2 separate regions of the Ovis canadensis genome follow, and region 1 is linked to region 2. A link is a contact called in public Hi-C data. All regions are on one chromosome and are shown on one strand. The core of a region is the stretch at or near the end of the contact, and the rest is flanking DNA. Distances in the headings are between cores, read along the strand shown. Region 1 has its middle 17 kb from the start of NXT1. Region 2 holds the start of THBD (thrombomodulin).

The links. A called contact is a pair of places that touch in the nucleus more often than the background predicts.
Region 1: a contact with region 2 is called in a Hi-C map of fibroblasts, with 3 times the contacts expected there. The contact joins the enhancer-like site here to the promoter of THBD in region 2. A contact is called at or near these places in 2 of 2 Hi-C or Micro-C datasets (fibroblasts and lung).

Annotation. Positions count from the first base shown.
Region 1 is chr13:56,920,077-56,926,973 of ARS-UI_OviCan_v2, reverse strand. No RefSeq gene overlaps it. Among named protein-coding and RNA genes, the nearest start is that of NXT1, 17 kb to the left of the region's middle. Within about 2 kb of position 4,478, the one cell type or tissue checked has open chromatin away from gene starts, as enhancers often do. A contact at or near this core is called in fibroblasts, where this site is marked.
Region 2 is chr13:56,774,239-56,780,777 of ARS-UI_OviCan_v2, reverse strand. THBD (thrombomodulin) reads left to right here and starts at 1,896. Exons shown (of 1, transcript XM_069546506.1): 1 at 1,896-5,726. The coding sequence starts at 2,199. The coding sequence ends at 3,935.

The DNA.
Region 1 (6,897 bases), core at 3,229-5,728, 140 kb before region 2:
TGACATCAGAGGCTGGAGAGCCTGGATCCCCTGCGGCTGAATAGGGAGTGAAATGAGACAGCCTGAGAGTCATTGGGAACAGCTGTTCCCTGACTGTGAGGGAACCAGGGCCCAGAGCTGCGAGGTGTCATTCCCAGGGTCTCAGACCAAAAAATCCCCACCTCCTGACCCCAAAGGGTGCTCTTCCCCTCTCCATCCCCCTCCAAGATCAGACAAGACAAGGCCACCCAAGTCACCTTCAGGCCTGCATGGCTGGTTTTCTTTTGTTACAAAGTCCAGCTCAGGGGCAATAGTGGGCAGGACAAGTGGGCAGGCCACTCTGGTTCGTCCTCAGGTCTCGGTTCAGGCATCATTAACTGGGAAGGCTTCCTGGAGCCTCTCAGCCGCCAGGGGTCCTGAGAGTAGCAAGCACGTGAAATAGCAGTTCTCAGCTTCCTGTCTGGTTCTTGAACTCTGGTAGTCTTCCAGGAAATTTCCCTTTTGGCCTAAGTTGTTCGACTTCACGTTCTGTTGCTTGCACACCAAACCCCTGACTGTTTCTGGTGGAAGGTACGGCCTGGGAGGAGGAGAGGAGGTGCACAGGGCAGGACGTGGGGACGTGCAGCAGTGGGCTTGGCCGGCATGGGGCCCGGGGCTGGCAACTCACATAATGCTGTGTGCTTTGGGAAGCCTGCTGAGGAAGCAGGGCAAGGTCCCTGATTCCATAGGATGGTCAGGAGGTGGCAGCTGGCGCTGTTTTTCACCTTTGTCGCCAGGTGGCTCAAATTGAAGTTGTTGGTGGGTGGGTGGGTGGGGGCGATCTGTCCCTGTCAGACCTCTGGCTGTTCTGCAAGTTTGCTCAAGAGTGTTGAGCAATTTCTCCTGGGGACTGAGCCTGGAACAGGAGCGTGAAAAGCCTTGCTCCAGAGAGCAGTCTGCAGAGGCAGGAGTTTTGGATTCTCCAAGAACAGCGCGTTTGTGTGGGTCAGCCAGGGTCCACAGGCACCTCAGGTAGTCCTGTTCTCCCCCTAACTAGCAGGGGACATCGGACCTCTACCCCAAAGCCAGGCCAGGAAAGTGTGCTTTCTCTAAGACCTGTCTGCTGAGCCGACAGTCTGGCTGGGCTGTCTTCTGGGCCAACAGGTTTACAAGCGCACTTCTGAGTGATGGAGCCTCAGGCAATGCCACAGAAAGTACCCCCGGGCCCTTTATTTCAGAGTTTGAAGGAGCTGCTAACAGGCCCCTGAGAGAAGGGGCAAAGTTGTGGCCTTGTGGCTCCCCTCCCAGGTGTAGCCACCCATCCCCTGGGCAATCGGGGTCCTCTCTGGGGTCATCTGCCTTCCTACAAACCTTCAGCAGAGCTCCACACATGTTCTGCTCGACATGCAAGAGGTGGTGGCCATGGGACCCCAGTGAATCTCAGTGAGTCACCGTCTTGCATCCACACCCCTTCATGACATTTAGGGGTGATGTATCATGACATCTGGGGGTTGCTTTTTTTAAAGTTGAAGTGAGGATTAACAAACTACTGATTTTTGCCATAAATCATGGAGTACTTTTGTTGTTGTGCTGGGTCTCTGTTGCTGTACGCAGGCTCTTTGTTGTGGTGCACGGGTTTTCTCCAGTTGTGGTGGGTGGGTTCTCTAGTTGCGCACAGGCCTAATTCCTGAGCAGGAATAGAATCCACGTCCCCTGGCTTGGAAGGCAAGTTCTTAATCACTGGACTACTGGGGAAGTTCTTGGGGTTGCTTTATATATTTAGCAATTATTAAAAAAAAGACTTCACTGCATATTCTAAAGTTATCACATTATGATTGTGGAGGGAAGAATGGGGGAAGGGATAGTTAGGGAGTTTGGGATGGACATGTACACACTACTATATTTAAAATGGATGATCAACCAGGACCTACTATACAGCACAGGGAACTCTGCTAAGTGTTATGTGGTCACCTGGATGGGATGGGAGTTTGGTGGGGGAATGGATACACGGTAAGTATGGCTGAGTCCCTTTGCTGTCCACCTGAAACTATCACAGCATTGTTAACCAGCTATACCCCAATAGAAAAAGCTTAAAATAAGTAAATAAAGTTATCACAGTCATTAAAATATTTTTTCAAGAGTTTATGGACATCTACTAAACATGATGATGTTGAGAAGTTATTGTGATTTGGGGTCACACTTCCCGGAGCCCTCTCCATCTCCTGGGGGTGTGTTCCCCCTGAAGGTGCCATAGGCTGGAGTTTAGGAGGAAAGACAAAGGTGGAGAAGAAACTCCCCCAATAACCACTCTGGTGCTCCTGCTATACTCGGCCTGAAGGTGGGCTTGGCCTCCAGGGCTGCTCAGTTGTTGCACTGGTTGCTGACAACTTCCTCACCCTCACACCTCACACCTATCCTGGATCCCAGCTGGAATTCTCCTCACAAATGTTTGGGGGACTGTGCAAAGGAAACAGCTTCCCAAGTCCTCTGGGGAGATAACAAGAAATGAGACCAAGTCTCCGCTGAGTGCTCTGCAGAGAGAAGGTGAGAGACCCTGACAGGCAAGGGTTCCTACAGATGCCAGTCCTAGAGCCAAGAGGCTAGGTGGTCTGCTTAACTCCATTCCTGCCTAACCCGAAGTCACGAACCTCCTCTTCCTCCCAGATGGAGTTTTCTGGAGCCTTCCCTCCACCTCCACCTCTGCCCTTGCAGTCTTCACCAACCCTGAGGGTAATGCCAGTTCCAGGTACAGACAAGTTCTTGGAGGGCAGCAGGTGTCTTGGACACACCTGTTTCTCAGGTTGGAGCTTAGTGCTGGACCCAAGGCAGTTGCCCAACTTAGAGACATTTAAAGTAGTTGAGGAAAGAGGTCGTGGTGGCTAGAGGAGATCCTGGCAGAGAAATGGGAAAAAGGGGCCTTGGGGAAGGTGCACGTGGGGCCCATGCAGACAGGACTGCCTGATGGGCTAGGAGAGGGAGGGCTTGGGGTCTCTGTCTTGGAGGAAGTGGGAGCCCCATCTGCACCCGTTTGGGGTGTGAGGCCCACAGGGCACCTGAGTGGGTGATCACAAGGCAGCTGGACAATGACAACTGGAGGCTGGGGAAGAAATCGGCCCCGAGTTCTCATGGTTAACTGGGTCATTCCCACTCACAGGAGTAGTCGAGCTTGTCCGCAGGGGGAATTTCAAGCGGTAAGAGTGTTTTGGGCGAGGAACAGTGGGAGGGTGGCTGGCATCTGGCTGAAGCTCCACAGGGCGGTGGGGCACTGATGGAACAAGCTGGAGGATGAGAGGGGTGGGCGTCAGGCTGGAGCAGCTGAATGATATGCTGTGGTATGGACAGCCTCCCAGGGGGTGACTTTTTTCTACAAGTCACTTCTTTGTCATCGTAATTCCCCCTGGCGAGATGGGCGCAGAGACAGAGCCCCCTCTCAGACCTTCCATCAGAGATACCACCTCTGATTGGGGCCCTGAACCACACCCGGTGGTGGGACCATGGCCACAGGGATGCTGAGGCAGGAAATGGCATAACTGGCTGCAGATAGACCGGCAGACTGAGGGGGACTGGAACATTGGGCCTTTAGGCAGAGGAGATGGAATACGGGGAGAGCGGCAGGTCGGTGAGGGCCACTAGGAGGAGGTTAGAGGCACGGAGGGGCCAGCTAAAGCTCGGAGATGCTTGTTGACCATCTCCCCTCTGCCCAGGCAGTTGTCTGTGAGGGAAAGAGATTCTCCTGAGGTCACCCACCCACAAGCCCCCAGGGGCTGCTGGCTCTCAGTTCTGGGGGGAGGTCCCACTAGGCCTCCACGTGGAAGGGCGAGCCTGGGGGTGGGGGAGGGGTTGGGAAGGAGAGACTGAGGGACAGAGCGAGACACGCGCGTCTCCAGGGTCCAGGGGCAGCTGCGGTTTCAGTTGCTCAGTTGGTGGGCACTTCTGCTTTCACTCACTGGTCCTTGGCTCCTGGAAAACCCACGTCACCCACTGGGCTGGTCTGGGGCGTTCTTTCTTTCTGTAGCAAATGTGTGTCTGGAAAAGAACTGTCAGAGACTTCCACTAAAAATCAAAGCCTTTCTTATTTTTCAATACTGTCTGTAATGTTGTCACACAGTTTACAGAATAAAAAGCGTAAAGCTGTACTTTTAAGCCCTGATTCTGCAGTAGGAGAGTCACACAGCCTGGGATGTTGTGCTTATTAAGAGGGTCCTTTTTTTCCAATCCTGTATTCACGGCTCCTCAGCTTTTGTGTGACAGAGCGAGGGCATTGTGTTTGGATCAGTGCATCAGTGGACCTGCCACTGCCCAATAGATTCAGGCGTGATGGATCTCATGGCCACCTCACATCAACTACAATAGTTAAGCAACCGACTCCCTTGAGATATGTGGAGCAAATTTGGATTTTTGTATGTTTCACATATTTTGCATATTTTTCATATATTTTGCAGTGATGGTGAAATCGCCTTGGCCTCTGGTTCTGGTCTCAAGACGTTGAGTGGATACGCAAGCTTGGCATGGGGAGGGCTGGGCTGTGGTCAACTGGAAAACAAGTTTTAACCACAAGCAGTCGATGGAATGAGGCAGGCTCGGGCGGTCCCTGACTTGTGGAATCAGCAACTGTCAAGAGGAGTCCACAGGGTGCTGTGGTTAGTAGACATGTTCAGGCAGCCAAGGGTTCCACCCCAGGCCCAGTGTGTTTGCAGGAAGACGAGCTCAGGGTCCCGGTCTGTGTTACACCCTCTGTCTGACTTCAGCTGATGGCACGAGGGGCCCCGGTGGAGAGTGGGGTGTGTTGGGTGGGGACCCCTGTGCTTCATCATAAGGCCTGGAGTGTGAACCCAGAGCTGGTGGAGAAAGTGAGAAAGTGAGTCTTAGGCTGAAATCTAAGAGTAACTATTGGGGGAATCATGGGTCAATGCAAAATGAGGACCGCAGCAAGGGAGATGCCCAGGAACCCGTAGTGGGCACCAAGGAAGAGACGCAGCAGTTTGCTGCGTGAATGCTGCTCTCTGCTCTCCACTCCCATCCGTCCCAGTCCTGGCTGGTGCCCTGCAGATTGCATCCTTAACCCCTGGCTGGTACCACATCTCATAGTGGGTCTGTCCTTGAGGCTCCGGTCCCATGGGGCTGCAGGAACACAGCCCCTGTTCAGCCTTGGGGTGTCAACAGCCTCAGGTGTGTTTTCTCACACCCATCTGCATCTCTCTCCATGAAAGGTTCTGCTCTAAATGTCTGAGTGGAAATCTATTTTCTGCCAGCACCGCGATCAAAGGGTGAGAAAGCACTTTGCATCACATCAAAGTGGAACAGGCTTCCTGATGCGCTCTTGCAGCTAGAGATGCTCAAGGCTGACGTGGGCAGTGTGTCAGCTCAGGAAGCCCATGCCAAGATGGGAGATTTAGAGGAGAGCCACTTGTCTGTGGAGGAGATGGGGTTGAGAGGCCTGTGCAACATGGCTGTGACACCTGTGAAAGAAGGGAGGCTTGGGGACAGGCGCCCCTTCCCCTGCCTCACATTGTAGCCTTGATTCTGCAAACCTGCTTCTTAGCCGAGCAGTAAACACGGCGCCTTCACCTGTTGGACTGGAGAAGTGGCCCCTGGTAAATGGTCTTTGCAGAGACCCTCTGGTCTTAGCTGCAACTTACTGTTGTGAAAACTATCCTTCTCTCTTCAAGCTTGCCATCACTAGCCATGTGCTTTGTGCTGTTTTGTTCTTTTAAGGTAAAATCTGTAGGGTGACAAAATAGAGGTCCTCCAGGCATTTTGTCCAAACATGGTTCTGCTGCCCAGGAGAAGGGGTCATCTCCCTGGAGTGCAGACTCCCCAGCCCTCATTTCAGGAGGAAGAACCTTAGCATCCTCTGGAAGACAAGCCCCAGTGTCATGTCGGTCTCAGCACACTGCAAAGGCTCTGGCCAGCGCATCGTCATACTGGCACCTTGGCTCCTAGACAAGCAGGCTCCAGAGCCATAGCCCCACCCACCTGAGGATGGGCTGGTTCAGGCAAGGCTGGTGGGTGAGCACCCACCTCCCATGGCCTGTCATGAAGCTGAGAGTGTGCAAGTTGCATGGACTGAGCGAGACCCCAGAATCCCTGACTACACCTGGAGGAGGTTCTTGTTAGGGGGAGCCCCTGGTCGTGGCCGTGTTGTTGGGCTTTCTGGCTCTGGCCATTTCTGTGGCCTGTTCTTGTTTGGTGGTGTTTCCGTGAGGCTACATTTTGGCCCATTAAGTTTCTTCCTCTCCAGTTCACGTCCTTGGAACTTACCCTTAAGATAGCTGTCCCTCGGTGCCCCAGGGGCCGGCCCCTTTTAGATCCTGAGTGTGGAGAGCCTGTCCTCGCGATGGGAGTAGATTCCTTCAGTCTCCTCTGACCTTGCTGTCCCTCTGCCAACAGCCGCACTGGCGACGCAGCACAGATGCACAGGACATGCAAAGCTTGTGTGGCTGACTGGAGACAGCTGGACGCTCTGCTGCTCTTTCCAGCGACAGGTGGGGCCTGGCTCCCCGCCCTCCACTCCAGGCCACTGGGCCCACAGATGGCAGCGAGTACTGAAGCACGCTTTAATCACGTGTTAGGTGCACTCTACACACTTCGCATTATTCAAATGAGAGGCAGCTGACGTCCAGGGCAGGCGTCTTGCTGTGGAAACGTATCAGAGAAAAGCGACAGAAGCTGCTTGAATTTAGAAAAATAGGGTTTGCATGCTGCTGCTGCTGCTAAGTCATTTCAGTCGTGTCTGACTCTGTGCGACCCCAGAGACGGCAGCCCGCCAGGCTCCCCCATCCCTGGGATTCTCCAGGCAAGAACACTGGAGTGGGTTGCCATTTCCTTCTCCAATGCATGAAAGTGAAAAGTGAAAGTGAAGTCGCTCAGTCGTGTCTGACTCTTCGAGACCCCATGGACTGCAGCCCACCAGGCTCCTCCGTCCATGGGATAGCCTCC
Region 2 (6,539 bases), core at 647-3,146:
CCCCTCCAAGAAGTGACCCACCTTGGTGGGGGCCAGACCTGACGCTGGAATGTCCCTCAACTCCTTTAAAGGTTGGCGCGGGCTCAGAGGACCCCACCCTTTGTTTGAGCCTTTCTCCAACACAGTCCTGAAATCCTTTGTAAAAGAGGCACAAAGGGTGTGGCTGGCCCTGCCTCCCTTCCTGTCTCAGGCGTCCACCTTTGAGGTCTCTAAAGTGACGAGTTCCAGCCTGTGTCTGGAGCCCCGCCCCGCCCCGCCCCAATCGGCTGCACCGAGACAACCTCTCCAGGGTGGCCGTGCACGGAGTCGTGGCCCCTGACTTGGTCCCGAAGCCAGTGGGATGTCCAGAGAGTGCCTGCCCGGACCCACCCCAGGCTGCGAGACTCTCCGATCTTGGGCGGGGGGTGAGGGGGAGGTGTCTTTCCTTCCTCCTTCTTTAGGTGCAGTCTGGCCCAATCCAGGAAGCCTCAAATGTCCGTGTCCCTTTGCGTGGGGCGCGGGGGTGGCGGGATGGTCAAGCGTGCCTTCCCCCATCCCCTTGCACTTTCGGGGGTGTCCCCGCCCCGCCCCCTTGGTTACTGCAGACAGTACTGTCCATCCGCCAGCGGGTGTCTGTCTTCCGCACGTGACGACGCCACACTGTCCTGCTCCTTTAGCAAGTTCTGGGCTCGGCTGGACGTAGGGGGCCCGACCCCCGGGTCAGAAGGGGATCTGCGAGTCCTACCCGGAGAAAGGACTCTGCATGAGGAATCCTTTCAGCCCAACTTCGGGGATCGCCGTTTCTTTGGCTTCGTTTAGAGTTCAACAGCGCCGCCACCTGGCGCATCGCTGAGTGACAGCAGCGGAGGATGGCACAGGGTGTTAAAAAAAAAAAAAAAAAAACGAAAAAACACAACAAAAAACAAATTTGCCACTCTCGGTTGGGCTTTGGACTGACCCCTCCGCATTCCTGACAAGTGAGTAAGCGGATAAGGTCGTGAAAGTGACAGATTCCAGTCTCCTCCTCCCAGTGCTCCCCACCCCGCACCAGCGCTTAATCGCCCCTTGTCCGTGTCCTTTGCGGACCAAGTAGCATCTATGTGCGCCCCTGTATCCATCTGATCTGTTGGGAAAAAGACCCCAACAGACAGACCCTCCCCGCGAGGGCACCCCGTGCGTCCCTTTGGGGGTGCGAATTGCACTGCCCCTCTGAGATAATGGACAAACTCAGACCACTCAAGCTAACTCGCTCCCCTACAGGGGTCCGCAGGAATTCTTCTGCCGCCACTTCCTAAAGGTGACGAGATTTGGGACCCTGACAGTGTCTCCGCGACTTTCTTACGCAACGAGATGAGGTCTGGCCGTGGTAGCTTGCGCTCAGGAACTTGTGGGTCCCCCAGGGTCCAAGTGTTAGGCCAGTCCTCCTCCTTGGCAGAGGGTGGCCCCAGCCACGCCCTCTGTCTCCAAGCGCCTCGGTCTCCTGAACTAGGCGCCCTGGCGGATCCGGTCGGCTAGCTCCCCTTGAGAGCGCGTTTGTGTGTGTGTGTGTGTGTGTGTGTGTGCGAGGCCAAGCTCTAGGCAGCCCCTCTCCAAACCCTCTGGGTGACGTGCACCTTCTCCCGAAGCCCTGTAGGTCCTAGGGATTACGGAACCGCCCTCCCCCGGCCCCCCATTCTAAGCCCTTCTCGCCCAGTCTCGTCTTCCAAGAGCTCCGCAATCCAGGCTTTCCTTGAATTAGTTGGTAACAACACTGATGAAGGAAAAGAGGACAAGGAGATTCAGGAGGGTAGCGTGTTAAGCCCCTCGTAGGGCGGCGCGCATGAGGCCGGTTGGCGGGGCGGGTCCCTCTTGACAGAGGTGCGGGGGCCCCGGGAGCCTGCGCTGCAGGCCCCGCCCGAGGACCTCGCAGGCAGGGCCGAATTTACTCATCCCCGGGCGAGGTGATCCCGGGCGCGAGGGCGGGCGCAGGGCCTCCGGAGGACCCAGTAATCCGAGAACGCAGCATCAGCCCTTCCCACCAGGCACTTCCTTCCTTTTCCCGAACGTCCAGGGAGGGGGACCGCTCACTTATAAACTCGGGCCCGAGCCTGGTGGCCTGTCAGAGACTGCCTCGCCACAGCCGGACGCGCCGGGTCGGAGACAGACGCGAGCAGCTGTCGCCGCGGGCTCCCCGCCTCTCTCTGCCCCGGCCGGGACCCTGTGCGCCGCGTGCGGACACTATGCTGCGCGTCCTGCTCCTCGGCGTGCTGGCCCCCGCGGGCCTGGGGCTCCCGGCGCCCCCTGAGCCTCAGCCCCTCGGCGGCCAGTGCGTCGATCTCGACTGCTTCGCCGTCTTCCGGGGCCCCGCGACTTTCCTCGCCGCCAGCCGAGTCTGCGAGCGCCTGCAGGGCCACCTGATGACCGTGCGCTCCTCGGTGGCCGAAGATGTCATCTCCCTGCTCCTGAGCGGCGACGGTCCGCGCCTCTGGATCGGTCTGCAGCGCCCGCCAGGCTGCGACGACCCAGAGCACTCCGGGCCCTTGCGCGGCTTCCAGTGGGTGACGGGCGACAACCGCACCAGCTTCAGCAGGTGGGCGAGACCTCGCGACGACGGGGAGCGCCTATGCGGTCCGCTGTGCGTCGCCGTTTCGGCTGCGGCCGGGGCGCTGGCACCGGGAGAGCCCGCCTGGGAGGAGCGGCCGTGCGACGCGGAGGCTGACGGCTTCCTCTGCGAGTTCCACTTCGCCGCCTCCTGCCGGCCGCTGGCTGTGGAGCCTGGCGCCACGGCGGCCGCGGGGCTCTCGATCACCTATGGCACCCCTTTCGGAGCCCGCGGCGCAGACTTTCAGGCGCTGCCGCTGGGCAGCACCGCCGCGGTGGCGCCCCTCGGGGTGGAGCTGGAGTGCGCGGCGCCGCTGGGAGAGACCGAGGGGCGCTGGAGCAGGGAAGCCCCAGGTGCCTGGGTCTGCGGCGTCGAGCGCGGCGGCTGCCAGCACGAGTGCAAGGCGAGTGCCGGGGCCTCGAACTGCCTGTGCCCGGCGGACGCCGCCCTGCAGGCGGACGGGCGCTCCTGCGGGCCGCCGGCCGAGCACCCGTGCCACCAACTCTGCGAGCACTTCTGCCACCTCCACGGGCTCGGCAACTACACGTGCATCTGCGAGGCAGGCTACCAGCTGGCCGCCGACCAGCACCGATGTGAGGACGTGGACGACTGCGCGCAGGTGCCCAGTCCGTGCCCGCAGAGCTGCGTCAACACTGAGGGCGGCTTCCAGTGCCACTGCTTCCCAGACTTTGACCTGGTGGACGGCGAGTGCGTGGAGCCCGTGGACCCGTGCTTCGGCAATCGCTGCGAGTACCAGTGCCAGCCGGTGGGCCCGTCCGAACACCAGTGCATCTGCGCCGAGGGCTTCGCGCCTGTCCCCGGCGCCCCGCACAAGTGCCGGATGTTCTGCAACCAGACTTCGTGCCCGGCTGACTGCGACCCCCACAACCCGGCCGTCTGCTGGTGCCCTGAAGGCTACATCCTAGACGAGGGCTCCGTGTGCACGGACATCAACGAGTGTGACAACGGCATCTGCCCTGGCCAGTGCCACAACCTCCCTGGCACTTACGAGTGCATCTGCGGGCCTGACTCGGCCCTCTCTGGCCAGACTGGCACCGACTGTGACCCCATCCAGGTGAATGAGGGCCAGGGCACCCTGGAGGACAATGACGGCTCTGGGGAGCCCCCGGTCAGCCCGACTCCGGGCGGCACCGCACGCCCCTCGCCAGCACCTGCTGGTCCCCTGCACTCGGGCGTGCTCGTGGGCATCTCCATCGCAAGCCTGTCTCTGGTGGTGGCGCTTCTGGCCCTCCTTTGCCACCTGCGCAAGAAGCAGGGCGCCTCGCGGGGGGAGCTGGAGTACAAGTGCGGGGTCCCTGCCAAGGAGCTGATGCTGCAGCAGGTGAAAACTGAGCGGACACCTCAGAAACTCTGAGAAGCCTGGTACCTGGACTTCCCTCCCTCCTCCCAGCCCCGCAGCCATTCTCTCCAACTCCCCTGCCCCAGGCACCTCAGCTGGCGTCAGAATAGAAGACCCCTCGCCCCTCTTCTTTCACTGCTTCTGCACTTGGCTATGGAGGAGAGGAAGGGGGGTGTTGGAAGTTCGGCCCTAGCCACTTCCATGATGTCATCAGACAAGCGAGCAGGGATGACAGCTTCATTGTGACAGGTTGCAAAGTGCCCTGTGCCCTCACCAAGGGGCACTGGGTGGGGGTGTGTGTGTTCTTGTTTGGCAGCCTGGGGGCAGACATCATTCCAGCGGACTGATGAATGACACTGAGTCAAGGATAATGACCCCAATATTTATTTTTTGTTCTGCTTTTTCCCCTACCCGGTGTGTCTCCAACACCTGCTTTGCATCTCTCCCGCCTTCCTCCCCTCCCCTCCCCTCTCCCTCCTGCTCTATCTATTTATGTGTGTGCTCCCATTTGTTATGGGATCCTTACACTATCTTGGTGAAGTTTTTCCAGCCCTCTTGTGTTTATGAAGCTAAGCCCCATTTCATCCTTTTCATTTCTCCCAACTTTCCCTTTCCAGGAACTCGGCTGACCTACCTGAGCCACCCTGTCTCTATTGGACCCTATTTTTCTGCTCTTAGCTGTCTGCCTGGGCAGAACTACTTTGTGAAACAGAAAGAAAAACACTAGAAATAAGAATGGTTGAGAATCTGTTTTTTCACCAGAGTTGCTAATTTATCCTGAGATTTCAGGCTTCCAGAGCAATAGCATTTTAAGAAAGGTTAAAATATAAAGGGCATTTATTAGACTCATGTTGCTGGACTGACCTAGGAATTCAACCCAAGATTTTCATTTTTTATTTTCAAACAATGAACCTGGGTTTTACTGTTGTTGTTGCTGTTTTGATTTGGAAAGTAGTCATCATTAAGCTTCTTATGCAGTGTCTTTCCCTATGTTTATTATTAGTTATTTGTGAAAATATTGAAAATGGTTGCTCTGAATTGAGAGGAGATGGAAGCCCATCCCAGGAGACAGTGCAAGAAAGTTTCAGCTGCAGAATTCACGCCAGTGGCCATTTGGACTCTCATGGTCCTTGTCATTTGTGGGCCCAAATAAAACCAGCTCTACTGGTTTTTTGGGAATTTGGGAGCTTGCGGATGGAGGCTGCAGCATGGCCTCTTCTTGATCAGGCCTTCCAGGATTTCTCCCACTTTGGAGGAGAGTTTTCTGAGCCCAGCCATTTGGAATGCAGTCCGGGAGGCGGGAGCTGCCCCGGCAAGCTGGTTAGAAATGCCCTCAGGCGCCATCCCACCTACTGCACAGGAATCTACATTTTAACAAGTTCAGCAGGGGGCTGTCTGCTCCGTATATTTGAGGAGAGCTGTTCCAGACAGCTGCCAACGTTCTGGAACAGATTAAATATGAGTAAGAAGTAGCAGGCCAAGTTAGGCCCTATATTCAAGAAACTGAGGAATTAACTGAGAAATTTTCCTTTTATAGCTTTGCTTTCTGGTAGAAGAGCCTAGGTACACACCTTTAGACATTGCTACACAGGGTCTCTGGTTCAAGTAAGCTAGGAATGAAATGCTTAGTGTATGGAAAAAAATGTATCATGTAAATGTATCTTTTGTAATGCAAAGGTTTTCCTCTATTGTTTTGTAAACTCAGCACATTTGTACATAGTTATTTATTTATTGGAGATGAACTAGAACACAGGCAAAACTCCTGCTTATGATGTCACCTGTAGAAAATAAATAACAGTGCTCTTGGTTTGTGTCGGTTCACCTCACTCCCATAGCCCCTTAATTTTATGCTATTAAACAAGGCTTATGAAAAATGCAGATGCCAAGAGGTACGTTTAAAGGCTGCCCCCTACTCCATTACTAGCTCCATCCACGTCTGGCTCATTGCTGACTTTCGAAGGTCTTTCCAGGGGAGGTTGTTTTCACTGTAGAAGGACTTCGTGTCACGTCTGTGTGCACAAATATTTATTTTTCTTCTGTTACCATGACAACCTCATACACAGGTCTTACGCCTATGTGTTTTAAAATACATTATAGGAGTACTTGTTGGGCCGAGTTAAAGAAGCAGTCCTTCTTGGGGCATCTCCAGAATCTTGGCCCTGTATCCCTCAACAAATGGTTCGGCATTATCTGGGCTCAGAGATATTCAAACACAAAAGTCACCCTGTGGCTCAGAAACCAAGGTCTCATGCAGTATGAAATCATCCTAATTTCTCTTGGAGATTACAAACACTGTCTTTTTAATACATGCATATCTTGGGTCCCTCTTCCTGGGATGGTGAAACTGGCTGAATTTTATATGCAGTGTTTGAAAGTTTTCAGAAAGCAGAACTTGGAAGAAAATTGGACTTAGTCAAATATCCAAATATTTTTACATATTTGGATCCTGCTGAATTTCTCAGTTTTAATCTGAGTAATTGGTGTCATGGAAATGCAAGATTTCAACACACTGTTCTGGATGAAGGAGATGGCTTTGGGGTGTGTGGGAGCTAGGGGGATGGTGGTGAGGGTTGGGTCGTCCCAGGTGCGTACCTTCTCTAGATGGCCAGAGCAGCAGTT